Linked DNA regions of Danio rerio: region 2 is linked to region 1. Evidence: chromatin contacts called from public Micro-C data. All regions are on one chromosome and are shown on one strand. Each heading gives the region's core, a stretch centred on a gene start, on an enhancer-like site or on the middle of the called end of the contact. The rest is flanking DNA. Distances are from core to core; before and after follow the strand shown.

Region 1 (2,965 bases), core at 203-2,702:
ACATGAGGGATAGCAAACAAAGACATAATTTTCATTTTTAAGTGAACTAACCTTTTAACTTCCATAGCCCAATAGCCTACACAGCCTACTCTCGAGTCATTGTTTTAGCAGAGGCCACACTTAAGAGAAGCACTGCACAAATACACACACTGTGGTTGTATCTGTACCACCGTGCATCCTCTCCTCGCTGGCTCTCGTAGGCTATATCGTGCCGTATTCCTCCGGGACGTTTGCACGACATTTCAACAGCCGCGCGCTGATGTTACATAATGCAAATACAGAGATCACAACGTCGCATCATCCACAACAACACAACCGTTATTAATCTAAGCCCCGGTTTCCTCTCACAATAAAAAAGCTCCATCAATCAGATCACGCTGCCTTATCCTACAAAAATAATAATCCGCGTATTTACGCTAGACAAGCATTGACGCACATAAACACACCACCGACTGCTCTCCATCGCCATAACATATGCATGCTGCATAATTTCAGTGCTTCATCGATGGCTCATCTTGCTAGAAGAACTATGCAGCATTTCTCCCATAGGCCGTTTGGAGATGTTTCGTTACATAACACTGACTGCGAGTGTGTGTGTGCGTGTGTGTACCATATTCGCAGCAGTGACCGTGTCGAGGCTGTTACAGTAACAGTGTGCGGATACTTGTGCAACACAGCATGTCACACCCGACCGCCAAGTGTGGGCTATACAGTCCTGTCCTTCACCCGGAGAGCTGAATTATAGCGCGCCACAGGCCGTGAACGTGCCCATATCTGCGGTGGACATGCTATAGAGATCATACTGTGCAAACATTCCAACGCACCAGTCACCATAGCCTTGTTTTATAGAGGCAAACATCCGATCAGATGGACATCCTTAAGGACTCGCGCATGACATCTATTAACACCGCCGGCTGTTGTTTTGCTTGTTATTTCACATTATTTTTGGGGCAGCGTTCGACCTTTAGGGAAACATAACAGCCAAGACGCAGAGGTTCAATCTTGAGTATATATACATCGCTGGTGTGAATGGAGAGAAAGGGGTGTTGCATTTTTTTCTTCACCATGTCAAAACTCAAGGCTAACGCTGCGTTGAAGCCGTCCACAAGCACGCACACGAGTCTTCTGAATGTCCTTTGTAAAAGGCAAGCCGCTTGTATAACGTTTGTCCATTAGTAAGCGGGCGTACATAAAACATGACTGATCACCCAAGAAAAAAGCTCTGACTCACCGTGGACATCTATGCGTTTCGGGCGCTTCGGCGGCGGCGGCGGTGGTTAGAGAGCGCGCGGTGCTTCGGTCGCTCGGTGTCCTTGTTATGGGTCGGCCGATGTGTTTTTTGCAGGCATCGAGGACGAGGGGACAGAGGGCCACAGACAGTGAAGCTCTGCCTTGCTTGTGCTCCCGTCGTTTCCCAGCCTCTCCCCCTTCACTCAGACGCGGTGCCAGTCTCAGTCTCCACGCGTCTCAACACTCCCCCTAAAGGCCTGCGAACATGCAGCTCCGCACAGCCAGCTGATTTCACCTGTCCTCCTCCTCCTCCTCCTCTTGGTGCTCCTCTGCTCTCATGTGGAGAGAAAGACTCACAAAGGTGGACGAGGAGAATAATTCTAATACACTCAATTAGATGACATATCTATCTATCTATCTATCTATCTATCTATCTATCTATCTATCTATCTATCTATCTATCTATCTATCTATCTATCTATCTATCTATCTATCTATCTATCTATCTATCTATCTATCTATCTATCTATCTATCTATCTATCTATCTATCTATCCATCCATCCATCCATCCATCCATTCATCTTTTGAATTTTAACATTGCTATATAACATGGAAGCTCACATGAAAAAATATTATAAACCCTAAGTTGAGACTACTCAAATGATATGAGAAAAGTTATTCCCTCAGTTCGTTTGAGTAATGGGAAATCGACAACTCAATTAAATCAGTTGACCAAATGTGGTCTCTTCATTGAGTTAATTTAAATGTTTAATAACAGATAACTTAAATGTTTAATCCTCTACTGCATGCATTATGATAGATCTAAAAAAGTAACAATTTTTCTTTTCTTAAAATGGCTGTAAAAAGTGCTGTAAAAAATATTGTAAAAATGTCTTTGTGTTGCAAACTTTATGAAATGTTGCCATATGGCAACAACGTCTAACAGTGGATCTAATGTAGACATTTCAAATTTAGAACTTTATTTATAATTAATAATTTAGTTGTTTGAAATGATTTAATTGCTGTTGCTGTATTATAATCTTTAACACTAAACTAATAAATAACACCTTATACATGCTTTCCAACAACTGATAACACAACAGCTTTCATTTATTCCATTCTTTTTTTGCTGAATATTATTGAAAACAAACATAATATTGTATTATCATGTATACAACATACAGTAAATATACATATTTTCTCCATTAAATATTATAACAAATAAATAACAAGTCTGGTATATCCAGATGAATCAGAATGAGCTACTAGCTAACAATGTTTATATATTATAATATACTATACTGCGCCTGTCTTATCTGCCTCTGAGCTTACCTGAACTGACTCCATCACTGCTCTTATCAAATGTCCAATCTGCATCATTCTCATGCTCACTAAAACCCATCCCACCCTCACTTTCATCTGCAGAAAGTTTCAGTTCTGTCCTTTTCTTCTTTCACTTACCATAGAACATGGTGGTGCTCGCTAATAAACTTTTCCCTGTATTGATATCTATTCAAAAGTAGTATTGCCACTAAAACTAAATTTTATTTATCATGCAACTGTCATTAACATACTATTCAACATTACTCTACTATTCATGTTGTTTATGTTAAAACTTAAAAGTTCACAGCTGACCTTGCTAGCTAGCTAACCTATTGCAATATTGCACATTCCAAGTAAACATTACAATTACAAGTGAACACACACATTGATCGATTTACAAAAAAATTATTG
Region 2 (2,965 bases), core at 191-2,690, 44 kb before region 1:
GTGCTGAAATGCCATTTTAAAACTAAGATGTATTAATGTCAACGGGGCCTAAGTGTGTATTTTTTGCGAGCGGGCTGCTGCTGCAATGGAGGCAGGGCAGAGGATTGCGATGCAGGTTCGGCATCGGTATGTCTATCGGCCATTGGTAATGGACGATGGCATTGTCTATTAATCCAACCCTATTGTAAATATGGTACAATGGCTTAAAAATATGCAAGTTTTAAATTTCTTGTACAAATCAAATTATACTCTTTTTTTTGCCAAATAAATCATGAATTAAGAACACTAAAAAATATCAGATTAATTGAAGATAGTATAAATATCAGATAAGAATATATTAATGAAAATTATATTTATAAACAAATGAATGAAATGGCATAAAATGTATTATAGACATGTATTTATATTAAATAAACTAGATTTTTAAATATCCTTATTAAATAAACTTGTCATTAACCCATAAATCAACACACTTCCTAACGTTTAAATTAAGTAATAAACAGTATTTTGGCTTATTCCCTTTATTAATCCGGGGTCGCCACAGCAGAATGAACCACCAACTTACCAAACCTTCCAGCTGCAACCCATCTCTGGGAAACATCAATACACACTTACTTAAACTCATACACTACAGTAAATTTTAGCCCACACAATTCACCTGTACCACATGTCTATGAACTGTGGGAGAAACCGGAGCATCTGGAGGAAACCCACGCGAACACGGGGAGAATATGCAAACTCCACACATGTTCGGCAACTGACTCAGCCAAGGCTCAAACCAGAGACGTTCTTGCTGTGAGGTGACAGCACTACCTACTGCGCCACCGTGTCGCCTACATTAAATTGATCAAAAATAAAAAACTTTTATATTTATTTTTACATTTCACAACAGCATGTTTCAAATAAATGCTGTATCCATCAAAGTATCATGAAACACAATTATGGATTTCCATCAAAATATTAAAAGACTCAAAATAAATGTTTCTTTATCATCAAAACAATTTCTGAACAATCATCTGACTGTCCGTTATAATTGTGCTGAAAATCCAGTTTTGAACCACAGGATTAAATAACTTTTGATGTCACTAAATGTCACTAACCCTAAAACAGTGAACAGTATAGATCAAAACATTCTCAAAAAAACTTAATAGTCTTTAAAAAAAATGAAATATGGGAAAGTTGCATATAAAAGTCATTTCCTCTCAGGGCAATGACTGATAGGACACAGTTTCTCAAGCTACTTCCTGTTTCGGGCAACGACTTCATCTGGAAGCATCTGGAGGTTTAATTTCTGAATGTCATGTTTTCTGGGACAGAGTTGTGGTGCTTTCCCCATATTTCTTTTTCTTTCTTTTTTTTTTTTTTTTGCTTATCTTATCTTTTTGAGTCACACAGAACTAAGTGATGAGACTCCACCACAACTAGTCTCTTATCATTCAAACGTTCAGCAAGATTATCCATAAATAACTGACAAAGTACAGACATCAATCCAGCACTCAGCAAACAATTGATATTAAACAAGTACATAAACACAATACAAACAGACTGTATAATAGCCTTTAGCTAACCAAGCTAACTGAAACAGGCCTTTCTGGTTCTAACTTAAACACAAAAACACACACTCACTACTAGCAGCAGAGCAGGACTAGGTGAACAGGATGTATATTATATCCTGCTCACCTATATTTTGTGATCATTGTGGTTTAAAACACATTTACAGAACATTTAATAAAACCATTAGTTAATGTTAACCAAAAACATGCAGTGCACTGAAGAGCTATACAGCAAAGAGTTTTCAGACTCAGTTGATAATTTCAGACATCATAGAGTTTACGTCAGATTATAAATGAAATCAACTAACTAACTAACTAACTAACTAACTAACTAACTAACTAACTAACTAACTAACTAACTAACTAACTCCATCAATCAATCAATCGATCAATTTTTTATTTGTAAACAGAGCACCTTGAAGAAAATCATCTTTTGTAAGCTGTTTGAACAGAACTGTGTCTAGGCATAGTGCGTTCACTGTCATAATGTGGTGACGTAAATACAAGAAGATTCTTTTCGTACATTTTCTTGGATTAAAATAGGATTGAAATCCTTCTCATTTGAGGGATTGCGTCACTGCAACCTGATGTAGGAGTGCGTTTTTTTTTTTTTTAATCTTGAAAAAGACATGAAATAAGTGCCCTTTAAACTAAGGTTATTTTGGTAATACACCGATCTTGATTTTTTTGTATTTTTCTCAGAAAAATTTGTCCAGCTCTGATACTGCATTCAAACACATATTTGGGCGATGCAGTGGCGCAGTATGTGGTAATATTTATGTGATAATTTTATCGGTATAATTTAAATAAAATATGCAGAATTTAAGCTATAGAGTTAAATGTAATATATATTACTATATAAGCATATATATATATATATATATATATATATATATATATATATATATATATATATATATATATATATATATATATATATATATATATATATATATATATATACAGTTGAAGTCAGAATTATTTTTCCCTAATTTCCCTGTTTATTTTTCCCTAATTTCTGTTTAACTGAGAGCAGATTTATTGAACACATTTCTAATCATAAATGTTTTAAGAACTCATTTCTAATAACTGATTTATTTTATCTTTGCCATGATGACAGTAAATTATATTTGACTCAATATTTTTCAAGACACTTCTATACAGCTGAAAGTGACATTTAAAGGCTTAACTTGGTTAATTAGGTTAACTAGGTAGGTTAGGGTAATAAGGCAAGTTATTGTATGATGGTTTGTTCTGTAGACTATCGAAAAAATATATAGCTAAAAGGGGCTAATCATTTTGTCCTTAAAATGGCTTTTAAAAAATTGAAAACTGCTTTTATTCTAGCCGAAATAAAACAAATAAGACTCCAGAAGAAAAAATATTATCAGACAGACATACTGTGATTTTCT

The links. A called contact is a pair of places that touch in the nucleus more often than the background predicts.
Region 2: a Micro-C map of caudal fin shows a contact between it and region 1, with 2.4 times the contacts expected there. The contact joins the enhancer-like site here to the promoter of adcy6a in region 1. A contact is called at or near these places in 2 of 18 Hi-C or Micro-C datasets (caudal fin and an unstated tissue).

The regions. Positions count from the first base shown.
Region 1 is chr23:15,612,104-15,615,068 of GRCz12tu, forward strand. adcy6a (adenylate cyclase 6a) reads right to left here and starts at 1,453. Exons shown (of 24, transcript XM_017353730.4): 1 at 1,232-1,453.
Region 2 is chr23:15,568,026-15,570,990 of GRCz12tu, forward strand. All of the region lies in intron 3 of adcy6a (adenylate cyclase 6a), which reads right to left. Among named protein-coding and RNA genes, the nearest start is that of adcy6a, 44 kb to the right of the region's middle. Within about 2 kb of position 1,441, at least 9 of the 62 cell types and tissues checked have an H3K27ac peak or open chromatin away from gene starts, as enhancers often do. A contact at or near this core is called in caudal fin, where this site is marked.